2 separate regions of the Mus musculus genome follow, and region 1 is linked to region 2. Evidence: chromatin contacts called from public HiChIP or PLAC-seq data. All regions are on one chromosome and are shown on one strand. The core of a region is the stretch at or near the end of the contact, and the rest is flanking DNA. Distances in the headings are between cores, read along the strand shown.

Region 1 (6,184 bases), core at 2,579-5,078, 730 kb after region 2:
CATGACACTTCTTTCCCTGTGCACGTCTAGTATGCCCTAACGAATGTCAACAGCAAGAGCTCTGCTGTAACTATCACGCATCTCCGACACTTGATACATATTTGGATTTTCACCAGACGTCATACAGCAACTCATACCTGTAATCCCAGCACTCAGGAGGTGAGGCGGGAGGATCACTTCACATTCCAAGCCAGACTCAGGACTGTATGTTCTAAACCAGCCTGGAATTCAGAGCTAGGCCTTGTCACAAAAAAGCAAAAAGGTATCTGTCATCCTCAAGAGAGTTATGCTCAAGAAAACAGAAATAGAGCCTATTTTATCCATTGTTCTAGCTCCAAGCTTCTGGCACAGGATACTCATTTGACAAATACCTGGTGAATGAATGAATGAATGAATGAATGAATGCTTCCTCCTTCCTTTAGTCCCTAGTAGGCTATAGTCAGGCAAACATTTCTGCTAGGTCCAACCCACTGTTGGCCGACACTGTTGTGTTCATTTTGTTGTCACTGTCGCTGAAGCCTCAGCTTCCCAAGTGCTGTGGTCACAAGCCTGGACCACCACACTCTGCTACTAAGTCACCTTACTATAGGTCATCCTCCAATTTCCAAACATATCCAAGTATATTAAGCTAAATGCAAAGCTTTACACAAAGTTTGATGTCCTTATTAAATGAATCTTTAAATGTCTATTTTTCAAAATTCATGTAAAATATTAAAAGTAAAAAAAAAAAAAAGCAAATCTTTTGAGTTATAATCTACAAGTTTTCGTGCCAGTAGCCAGAAGAAACTTCTCTAAGGAGATACTGGGGGAATAATGTTAGGTGTTAGCAAGTCTATCCATCTTGCCAGTGTAGAGAAATGAGCACCAAGGACTGCCTCCTAAGGACTTACACTGAGTCAGGCATCACCTCATTCCAGAGTGCTCATTAAGTGTGGCACGCAGCAAGCACGGTGGCAGGTTTGTGGGCACCCTAAGTATCTAATTACTTCAAACAAAAGGCTACACTCAATTTTTCACATGTTCTTTTTATTCAAGGGTTTACTCACAGGCAGTATTTAAAGTCAGGCTTTTTAAATTAAAGGCCTAAACTACGAAATTTTGTAAATATGACACTGGCAAAGAATGAGCATCTGGATAATTTAAACCCTCATTATCCTGGAGTCCAAGTCTGTAACACGGAACGCAAAGATCAGTATCATTCAAAACAAACAACTGAGAAACCACGGTGCTGGGTAACTTGTCAATGAAGAGGAAGCTCAGTTCAGCCTTGCTGAGTAGGAAACCAGCAACTCGATCTCCTGTGGCAGAGCATCCACTGTGCTTCAGAACTTTGCCTGTAAAGTCTCTTTCTCCATCAGCAAATCCGCGTATCTCTGCTGAAGCTCTTTCTCTCGTTCCTGTTGCCGCTGCACATCTTCTTTTAGACACTGAAGAGAGAAAAATATTCCAGTTACTTCAAACTTAAGTCCACTTACGGCAGCCTACCTTACAAAGAGCTGTGTAAGTTCTCAGGCTTTCACAGTTCTCAGGAACACCGATACATTTTACAGAGAAACCACCAACCAATGTCTTTGCTAAAACACTAATACCACAACCATTCTTTGCTCTGGTCCTGTGATCAGCACCCTGTAAAGCCTCTGCTGCTCTCAATAAACAAACCTCTGCAATCTTATCAATACCCACAACACATTGCAAAAAGCCCTGACTGCCCTGAGGCTGGGCAGGGGCTAGAGTGCACACTAAGAAGATAAATCTAAACCCAATTTAGCAAAGGAGCTGGTGTTCTGTGATGTGCAGCATCTTCAATCACAAAACTAAAAGATGCTGGTTCCCAGAGCCACATAAATGGCAAGCCACTAAGTTTCAAGGAAACTAGCCACAAAATTGACTTATATTCTCTTACACAGTCCATCCTTTAATACAAAAGACACTGAGAAGAGTCTTCAGAGCAGCAATCGTTGGCTTGATAGCCATCTAAGCATAGCCAGGTCTAGATCAGAAAGTCAGAAACCCACTTCAATACTGACTTCAGAGATAACTGCCAGGAGGAGGAGAAAGAAAGGACTGGGTGACTCTTCACAGTCCTCTGAGCCATCAGGCAACACATGCTGTTACCTCTAGCCTACGGGGAATAGCAGAGTCTTCATGTTTCTTGAGTTCTTCAAAAGTGCGTAGCTCCAAGTGAGCCTGCTCAATCTGGTCCCATAAGTCATTCAACTGCTTCATGAGCCCCATAGCACGAGACTGGTAACCACCAAGCAAAATCTTCATCTTCTTTTCCATCTTTGCAGCTCTCTTGGCTTCTGTTGTCATGTGACCCCTGTTTATCTGGGGAATTGGGGAAGGAGTGGAGAATCACATGAATATACATGAGAAAAACAGATTATTATATAACAGGGCTAAACTAAGTACCTAAAGCAAAATACACCAGGTTCCTCTCACCTTCACTGATCCCATATGTAACACAAAATTGGCCTCAACATGGAATTACCTTATACCCAACTATTCCATAACTTCGCCCAAAATTCAATCCCAAAGCAGGCTTGAGTTTCAGAGCATGGGAAAACTGCTCTCTACCTTGTGCAAATGGTTTCTGTGATCATTCATCGGTCATTCTAGACTGCCACCTAGTCATCTTCTTTTACGTAATAAAATTCACTTCGGTATCACACACGTGTTCCCCCTCTTATACCGAACGATATTCCACTCAAGTACAGCAGGCCACTTGAAAAATGGTATTGTACCCAACCACCGCCAGCTTGCTTTACTGGAGGTCAAAGTCAAGTAAGCTACCAGGGGTGGGGAAGAATACTGCATGTGCATGTCTTGGAATATGGGATGGAGCTAAAGTTACTTTAGATAAAGCTCCTTCAAACCCATCATTCTTTCAACATTTATACAGGTTAAGGTTTTATGCTTCTGCAATTGACTTAAACCCAAGTATAATGCTACTGTTCCTTATTTTTCTCTCATGGGTAGTAAATCAGTAAGTTCCCAGCATAATACAGCTGCCAAGAGAACCAACAACTACTGGTCAGGCAGGCAGGCAGGCAGGCAGGCAGGCAGGCAGGCAGGCAGCGCAAACAGTTGGTGAGAGCCGTGGGACTACACAGCTGTTCTGATGGAGCTGTTGTTCTCCGAACTCTGTGCCTCCATTTCTCCAGCAGTAATAAAATGGTCATCACTGACAGTCAAACATGAAACTGGAAGGAGATCATGTATACAAACACTCCCAAACACCCAGAATGTGGCATAGAATAAGCAATGAACAGTTATGAGCTGATTACAATGATTGTGTTATAGATATGAAGAGGCCAACCATTTCACTCCTCTCAGTAAAGGACTGAGACTTGAAAATCTTTAAATTCCAACTTCAACAAAGGACCTCTTGGGGGAAAGATCAGAGAACAGCTGTGCTTTCTTTTAGATGGGCAGTGTGCCTTCTGTAAACCACCATATCAAATGACATACACTGGACCTCTGTTCTACAACGCAACGTTATCAGAACATAAGAATATTAATACTCTTTGACTTGATGAGAAGATTTTTTTTTTAACCATGAAGTTCAAATGAGGTGAAGGATCCCTGAGTACTCGGTTCTTCCCAGCGTCTACCTAAGTGAAGACAAGCAGTGGCAGAGACATACACCCTGCTCACAGCTACACTATTACAACCCCATCATCCACCCACAGTATATATATGTGTGTGTGTGTGTGTGTGTGTAAACAAAGTGAGCGATACCTACACGAGAGCAGCACACAGCCATAAAGAGCAGGGAAGTACTAACACATGCTACTTGTGAACTTTGCAAACACAATGTTTAATTAAAGCTGCCAATCACAAGTGCCACACGAGACATGGCTTAACTTCTGTGAAGCACTGAGAACGGGACTAGTGCAGCCAAAGCCACACAGGTCGAGAAGAGGAAGTGAATGCCACAGGCATAGGGCTTCTTCCCAGGGTGAAGAAAATGTCCTTAAGGCGTAGCAGCATCTGCACAGCGCTGTGAGTGCAGGAGAAGCAGCTATCTCTCTCCCTGAAAGCAGCTGTCGGAGCTATGTGATCTACATCTCAGAGAAGAGTCTGCACAGAGGAAAGAGCACTTCTGAGAGAGAAACACTCCGCAGTTCCTCTGGATATAAGACAAGAGTTCTCTCTTCCTTGTCCCTGAGATCAAAAGCAGAGTGTTCTGGATCTAGGTTCTAGAAAGGTAGTATGGAGAAAACTAAATGGCTCTCCTATCGGGCTCAAGCAATAGCTCAGCAAAGGACTCAGCACCCAAGCCAGGCAGCACACAACCTTCTCTAAGTCCCAGCTCCAGGGACCCAAGGCCTCTGGCCCTTTTGGGCACCTGGACTGAAGTGCACATGCCCACACACTATGCACACATAACTAAAAATAAATAAAAATATTTATTTTATTTTGCAAAATATTTTAATTTTGTCTCACAATGCAGTCAAGGAGTGAAGACAGTATTTTACATTTACTCTCTTCCATGTCAAACATTTTTGGAGCACGTCTTTTTTAACTAGTGATTTAGACCATGTCTAAACTTATAATTATTTGTGAAGCTTTTCAAAATGACCAACCCCAGTTTCTGATTCAATGGTTTCAGAACACTGTCTCCCAAGTCCCCACTAAGTTCTAATGAGCAGCCAAGAGGAGGAATGGATCCATTTGGGATCAGCAGAGACCTGGTTATCAATTGTCACTACATCAGTCTTCCCTCCACCAGAGGCAAGTAGCAAATTCCACAGAGCTACATCAAGGTCTGTGCTGTGTGTAACTCAACCAGTACTAGACTTCACTCACATGTGGGTTTCAATACACATCCAAAAACCCTTAAAAGCATAGAATTTCAAGTTAATATGGTGTGTCTTAAAAATTAGTTATACAAATTAACATTTTCATTGGTTAAGATATCTCAATTAGCTTTACATTGACCACACTCCATAGATATTCAATTTCCAGCCTGGTTAACAGCTTAATACCTATGTGCAGAAACCATTTAATTAGTCATCGTGGTACATTTAGCACTGAGTCCCCTGTCTCTGGTAATTACCTCACTCATATAGTTCAGCTGTTTATTATTCCCAAACCACCAGAGGTTTTAAAACTTCAAAGTTGTTAGTTTCTACTTATTGCCAACAATTACATTTCAATCACCTCAAACTTCATAAAAATCTTCTGGCTCAACTACAGCTTTAGATAAAATAAATTGAAACACAATAAAAAAATTTCAATAAGTAAATATATTATGTCTATCTGTGTGGGTCTATGTGTGTATAGTCAGTCATCAGACATAAAAAATTAAAAAGTAGCTTTTAGTATTTTTAGCTTTTTGACATCTGCTATCTAATTGTTAAAATGGGGGGGGGGGGGATATCAGTAAGTTTTAAAAACACAGCCTACTGACTGCTGAGCAAACTGGGAAACAAAGCCTGTAACTCTAAGACCTGAGGTGTCAGGAGCTAAAAGCTGGTGGTTCAAAAGCTAAAACTGATAAAAATCAGGCTGTTATCAAATTCATATCCTAGTCTTCTAGAAAATAAGTAAGCCGGGGGGGGGGGGGGGGGGGGGGGAGAAGGGAAGCAGGAGAGTGCACTGACACGCGCGTCTAGCTGTCAGGATGAAGCCCACTACTCGGGATGCTAACTTAATTTTTTTTTTTTAAATTAAGCATCAGCAGCTGTCCCATTGAAACTTATTTTGAAGAAAAAAAAACAGAAACAAAACAAAACAACAACAGAAAGTGCAATCCTGACGTAAGGAAATGATACAGCCTCCTCCATCTGATTTCCAAGTGCTCTTCTAAAAACAAGGGGGCTGGGGGAGGGACTACAGCACCTCTCAAACCACCACATTTTAAAGATCACTTACACAGTCAAATGTGTTGGCACTGAGAAGCAGACTAATGTTAGTGAGTTTAAGGCCATAGTGAGTGTTCCAGGCCAGCCAGGACAACTAAGTAAGACACTTTACAAAAATCAAACAAACAAACAACCAAACAACAACAAAAAGCACTTACACCATCTACACTTATCAACAACATTCAAAAACTACTACTCCAGGGGCCAGAGAGATGGCTCACCAGCTACAGAGACCACGCTGCTGTTTCAGATCACCTGAGCTTGGGTCCGAGCACACACTTGGAGTCTCATGTCTATCTGTTGATTCTCTTCTG
Region 2 (6,272 bases), core at 3,542-6,041:
GACGCTTGCAGTCAAGAGCTTAGATATTTTCCTTAGTCCTTATGTCCCACATTCGGCCTACCCCAAATGCTGGGACTCCTGCCTTGATACATTCTCCTATCTCCTCAGTTCTCTGCATTCCTCCAAGTGCAACCTTAGTCTCAGACTCTCTGAGTGTCTGGCGCTGTCTCCTCTGAAGTCTCCCATGCCAGGACTTCCCTATACTCCTAAGATGAAAATCTTGATTTTTCTGTATGGCCTACTCCTTATTGATTAGATCTAGAGTAACTACTACCTGTTTTGAAAGCCTCGCCCTGATTCCCATAACCAAAATATGTCCCCACGCTCTGGAGCACAGCCTTTACCTTCCTTTGTAGCAGTTGTCACAATCTGTAATTATCTTGTATATTTATTTGTCCCTCCTCAAAAAACTTGAAATCCCAAGCAAATGAGTGTCCTGTCTCTTGTGAACAGCTGGGTTCTTATAATCTACTCAGTGCCTGCATTACAGTAGATGCTCAATAAATATTTATGCAAGCCCTGACTAGCTCAATAGACTCCCCTTTCAGAGAAACATCTTGATTGGAAGAAAACTTACTGGTGCAGTGCATCATATTACAACACTATCCCTTCAAAATGCTTCATGGCTTTTTGCAACATTAACGGAAGCCAGTAGCCAAAGGCTTTCTTTAGAAACAGGCCCTGATTGGTGCTTCCTGGAAAACTGGACTAGTGGCCACACATTTATGCTAAAGTTCACTGGCTTTTTGAAAAACTCCCACTTCTCTCAGTGTGATCCTTAAGCACTGTTGAAAGCAATTTAAAACTGGAGAGATGGAAAGGGTAGCAGATATAATCTAAACTCTACATTTGAAAGCAATGTACTCTTTTGTGGATGAGGACCCAGGGAGGACCCTGAGTTCCCATGGGAGGACATGGCTTTCCCAAGGTCACATGGTTAGTGGTGGGACTAACCCTTGGATTTCCTGATCATAAGCCCTAATGTTCTTTGCTCTCCCATCGCCAACCAGCTTATTTTAGGACATGACAGTGCAGCAGAATCCATTCAGGGGAAGTCATGACCAAAAATGAATTTTAAATGGACAAGAACAAAAAGTAGTTTTCAAAAAAGATTTCTTTCAAAAAGTCCCAGTGTACGTGGGTGAATATGACTTTTGTTGCAATAGACGCAGGCCCACAAGAATAAAAGCATGAGCAAAAGGTCACAGCATTCACACATGCTTATAGCAGACACATGAGGAACTGCTAAGCCCCTGGGCCACAGTGTAGCCAACAGCCCTGCTGATCCCTACGCACACAAAGGATAGCGACTGGCCACTCTAACTTCTGCTTTCAAAACTCAGACATCTGAAATTGGCATGAAGAGACTGGGAAGTGTGTGGTCTGTGAGCAATGCAAATAAAGACATCTCTGCAGCATGATCTGTGTCGCTCATTTTTATAACCAAGACACTGAGAGACGCCTCACGTCTTCTGAGAACAATGTCCACCCCAGCCAGAACTTCCCACTGTAGGCAACTGTCTAGCCACATGTGTGATGCTAGCCAGTTAGATTGTTCCTCCTCCAGAATGCCAGATACACCAGGAAGAGACTGGATAGGGTATATTTCATGATGGGTGTGCTGTGAAATGTCAGGTCCACCCTAACATGGAATGAAAAAAGTCCCACCGGGGATTGCCATGTCCACTTCAAGTTCATCTAATCTAGTCGATGAGTATTATAAATTTGCCACATGGGAGCCACACTAGGCACACTAAGCAGGAGGAGATGGGAAAGGAAATGAGATAATGTCTTGCCTCCAAGAAGCTCAGGGTATAGTTGGAGGAAAAAGGCAGCCATCATGGGTGACAGAGGAATCGCTGAGGTGAAGGTAACTGGGACACTAGAATAGGAGCTGTTAAATATATTTTAAAGTCATTCTCTGTATGATTCTTTTTGTTGAGTTCTCAAGAGCACTGACATATACTTAAGGGTCAAATGTCATGGTATCGAGTGCTCACTTCAAAACATTTCAGCTAAATAACAGATGAAACTGGTATGGAAAGTATATATGTAAGGTACTACGTGGTTACACCTATATTAGATATGATATTTTCTCTGTGTGTTTGTAAGCTCCTTCATTGTAAAATAAAACTGATCATGAACAGCACTATGAAAAGCACAAGGAGTCTTTGGTTTTGACAAAAAGGAAATTTCCACTGCTGAGACCACTGTGCTCACCCTAGGGCCAAAATTCTGATCAGCAGAGAGGGACAGCTAGCTGGAAGGCATGTGACAGAAACAAGATAAATATCATATGAGACTAGATGATGTCAAACATGTATGTGCTGTTAATCTAACCCAGGCATACCCTCTTCAGATCACTTTGTAACTGCAGGCCAGGCATTAGTTCTTTTTAAATTTTTGTCATTGTAATCCTTTCTTGTTATATTTTAGATTTATATATTAAAAGCTTTATTTTTCTTTCTTTCTTTCCTTATTATTATTATTATACTTATTCACTTTACATCCCACTCACTGCCCCCCACCCTTTCACCCCTCCCACAATTCTTCCCTCAATCCCCCCTTCTTGTCTGAGAGAGTGGGGGTCCTCCCTGGGTCCCCCCAACACTGGCACATCAGGTGTGAAAGGATGGGATGGATGGCCAAATGTCCATGAGAATGAATGGAAATCTGCAACGGACGGGGTTGTGGGGGTAGAGAGCATCTTCAGGAAGAGACAGAGACCTGGGATAAAGGATATGCCCAAGAATCAATAGGTGTGTCCCTAGCTGTGACTCACAGCATTGGGGATATGGGACCTAAAGAGGCCACATCATATATTCAGGCAGGAACCCCAATGGAGTGTGATATGGACACCAACCCACCACGAAACTTTCGACCCAAAATGTATCCTGTCTAAGCATTGGTTCTTAAGCTATGTGATACAGTGTAGAGAGCTGTCTTCTAGAGCCAGATCTCCTGGCCTACAAAATGATATTTGGCAGCCCTCTAACCTCTGCCATGCATGTGGGCTTCCCCAGAGCAGAGATGTACGTGACTGGGAAGATGCTAGCTAATGACATTGTCACTGAGTATGGGACAGCTCAAGAGGTCTGAAGCCACAGGATGTAACAGCTCCAGAATATTGTGATTGACAGTGAAAAGAGAAGATTGCACCTCTTTTCCAGGGCAACTGCTATGGGTCAGCAGAGCTATTATTCTGAAGCTGCTCTGGGACAAAGCAACAAGGCCCCTTAGTTCAAACCCCTTTATCCCAACAGCGGCCCAAGCATTCTAACAAGGTATGAGTTTTCAGGGAGCAGGGTGTATTGTAAAACTGGCATGCATTCAGCGCCATATTGTCCCTTGGAATATTGATTATTACCTTTTGGCCACTCCCCCTACAAAGAGCTTCGATTCCAAATGACTTCTGTGGAAATCTGCTACTGAGACAAGAGCTCCCTCGGCTCTGAATCGCTTGGCATTTCGGTTGATGGTTTCTAGCAAATACAGGGAGGGTTGCGCAGACTCTTGTGAAAGCTATGACAAGGGCTGACCCAAATCATTTATGATCCCTGAGGCTCTGGGTTAAAGGCTCTGAGCCTCTCCACTCCTACACGGGTGTAAAAATGAAAATGCCCTTGAGAAGAGCGAAGCTGTGCCCCGTCTTTGTTCAGATGTCCTCATGTCACCACGTGCTAAGGGTAGGAATCAAAGGCCCATGCTCCCCCACTCCATAGTTAGCCTCCTTTGCTCTCTCCCATCTCAAACCCCCCAAGGCAGCTTCATCCCTGCTTCCCTTATGTCTGTAACATCACCACCTTTTAGTCTTCCAGGTCCCCAAATCCAGTGTACATCACCTCCTCTCCTAGAGCCCATGTGACCTAGTCAGGGCCATTCCTACATGGTCCAAAGGAATGGGATCTTTGTTTCTCATCCCCACTGGAGCGACTCCCTAAAAGTCTTGGCCTTAGGCTCATATCTCAGAGCAGCAGCAGTCTAGCACATTCAAGAGCACACTATCTGTCATATGACCCCAGGGAGGGATTCTAGGACTTAGTTTCTTTACCAACTATAAAGGAAAGTGTGAGCTTCCATGACCCCTAACACAATTTCTGCCCCGCACCCACAAACTTCCAAACTCATGTTACTCACCTGCTCAGATTCATCGGATCTCTCCAGGTACAGCCCCACCTTACCCCCCTCAGACCCAGCAAAGAAAAACCTGAAAATATGGCCCTAGTGTGTGTGTTTCACTCTTGTTTGCCATGTTTCACACTGGTCCATCCATTGCTCTTCAAAGAAATCTGATGTCTTTGTCCACACTGTCCCCTCAACTTAACACACATTTGCTCATCAATTGCACTTGGTAAAATCTCCTCCCAAGGCTGGACTGGGTTATCATACTGGTGTTTTCGGTCTGTGTGACTCCCCCTGGTTTCTATCTCGGTAGCTGAGCACAGCCCACCTACGTGCTATGTCCACAGCCCATGGTTACACTTAGGTGCAAGAGGCAGGCATCCAGTAAGCATCAGCCTGTTGCAAGTTGACATTGGATATTTATATAGAATTTCAAAGCCTATAATTCTATAGATATCCCTCACCTTGCCTAGCCATCCCTTGTGGATGTTTGTCATGTGTTATATCTACCACAATCTTAATGGAGGCGCATACAAGCACCTATTGAACTAACAAAGAAAGGAGATAAACTTGAAATTATCTTCCCTTTTGTCCAGTGGAAGGCAGAAAGGAGGGGGGAGAAAAGCTGGAAGGCATTTCCCACGGTAAAATTGATGAGTCGCTCATCTCTGCTGGGAAAGGCTGCTGAATCATCTTTTTCCTAACCATATACATCTGGTTTAGGCCAAAACTATTTCTAGATTAGAATGATCAAAGCACTTAGAAACCATCTTCATAGCTAAGGCCTCTAGCCACTCTCACTGATAAGAACGGCCATGCAGTATGTTGTGGGACAGCTCAAGGGCGGGCACAGCCCTAGGAAATTTTAGCATGTGGCTGGAAACAGAGGACCATATGTAACAAGCAAATCTCATTCCAGAAGATTCTTCTCTGATGGCATTTCAAAAATGAGCTTCTCTTAGCATATTAACCAATTTCTTGAGGAAAACAAGCAAAATCTCTACCAGGAATCTCTGAGAGTTCCCTTGCCCCCAAACAGAATCAGGTGCACAGGAGTTTATCCAGAGTTTATCCAGAGAGAAGACAGGAATAATCGTTCCACCCGAGAAAGGACTGAAGCTCTTCCAGGCTCTTGGGTAAAATGTAATTATGGAGAAGAAAAATATAATCTACTCTAGAGACATAATTATAGAGTTAGCCCATAGACTCCATAGAAATATTCTAGGAACTTTAGTTCTTTTTTTTTTTTTTAATGTTAAAAGTTGAGTTTGCTTTCTTTTAATAAGAGGCCGAAGTCTAGATTAACAGCATAAAGTCCTGTCTCTTAATTGCATATGCGAGCATTGTTTTTAAGGTACAATTATCTAATGTGAGAGAGAAGTGAGGGCCTGCCAGGTAAGCTGTCCGTTTCCAAACCTACACTTCTGAAAGTTGACAAGTTCAAGATCTTTCAAGAAATATGCAAACGAAAGAGCTGGTGCCATGCTAATTTGCATGAACAGAAATTCAAGTTCTTTTATAACTTTTACCTTCTGGGGATGTGGCAAACACAGCAATCAAAGCATAACTATCGGGGTGGGGTGGGGGAGACCAGTCACAGCTCAGGAATAAAGCCTCATGAAGGAGTTTAAAACAGCTTCTCCTGTCTTGGAATAGTGGACTTAGGGAATTTCAGATATTTAAGCTGAAGAAAACTCCTGAGAGCTTGAACAGAGAAATAGGGTTTTAGTTAACTTCTGTCCTCTCTCTCTCCCCTCCCTCCCATCCTCCCTCCCTCTAACCTTCCCTCCCTCCCACCCTCCCTCCCATTCTCCCATCCTCCCTCCCTCCCTCCGATCTTCCCTCCCTCCTATCCTCCCTCCCATTCTCCCATTCTCCCATTCTCCCATTCTCTCTCCCTCCCTCCCTCCCTCCCTCCCTCCCTCCCTCCCTCCCTCCCTCCCTCCCTTCCTTCCTTCCTTCTCTCCATTTTCCTCCTCCTGCCTCCTTCCTACTCTGCCCCCTGCCACCTCCATGCTGGGAGATCAAACACAGGGCCTTGCTCATGCTAAGCAAGGACTGGACCACTGAGCCATACATATCTCTAGACCTGAGAAGAAGGATTTTTAAGAATGTACAGAGAAAACCATCTGAAAATATAATGGGACTGC

What was found. HiChIP or PLAC-seq counts read pairs in DNA pulled down with a chosen protein or histone mark.
Region 1: a contact with region 2 is called in an H3K27ac HiChIP or PLAC-seq map of SST interneurons, with 6 times the contacts expected there. The contact joins two enhancer-like sites. A contact is called at or near these places in 2 of 484 Hi-C or Micro-C datasets (3T3-L1-derived adipocytes and bone marrow-derived macrophages) and 1 of 115 datasets of contacts at active chromatin or transcription factors (SST interneurons).

What each region holds. Positions count from the first base shown.
Region 1 is chr17:45,390,878-45,397,061 of GRCm38.p6, forward strand. It overlaps Cdc5l (cell division cycle 5-like (S. pombe)), which reads right to left. Exons shown (of 16, transcript NM_152810.2): 15 at 2,116-2,328; 16 at 1,010-1,427. The coding sequence ends at 1,323. Among named protein-coding and RNA genes, the nearest start is that of Cdc5l, 40 kb to the right of the region's middle. Within about 2 kb of position 3,829, at least 15 of the 459 cell types and tissues checked have an H3K27ac peak or open chromatin away from gene starts, as enhancers often do. A contact at or near this core is called in SST interneurons, where this site is marked.
Region 2 is chr17:44,662,755-44,669,026 of GRCm38.p6, forward strand. All of the region lies in intron 3 of Runx2 (runt related transcription factor 2), which reads right to left. Among named protein-coding and RNA genes, the nearest start is that of Runx2, 71 kb to the right of the region's middle. Within about 2 kb of position 4,792, at least 12 of the 459 cell types and tissues checked have an H3K27ac peak or open chromatin away from gene starts, as enhancers often do. A contact at or near this core is called in SST interneurons, where this site is marked.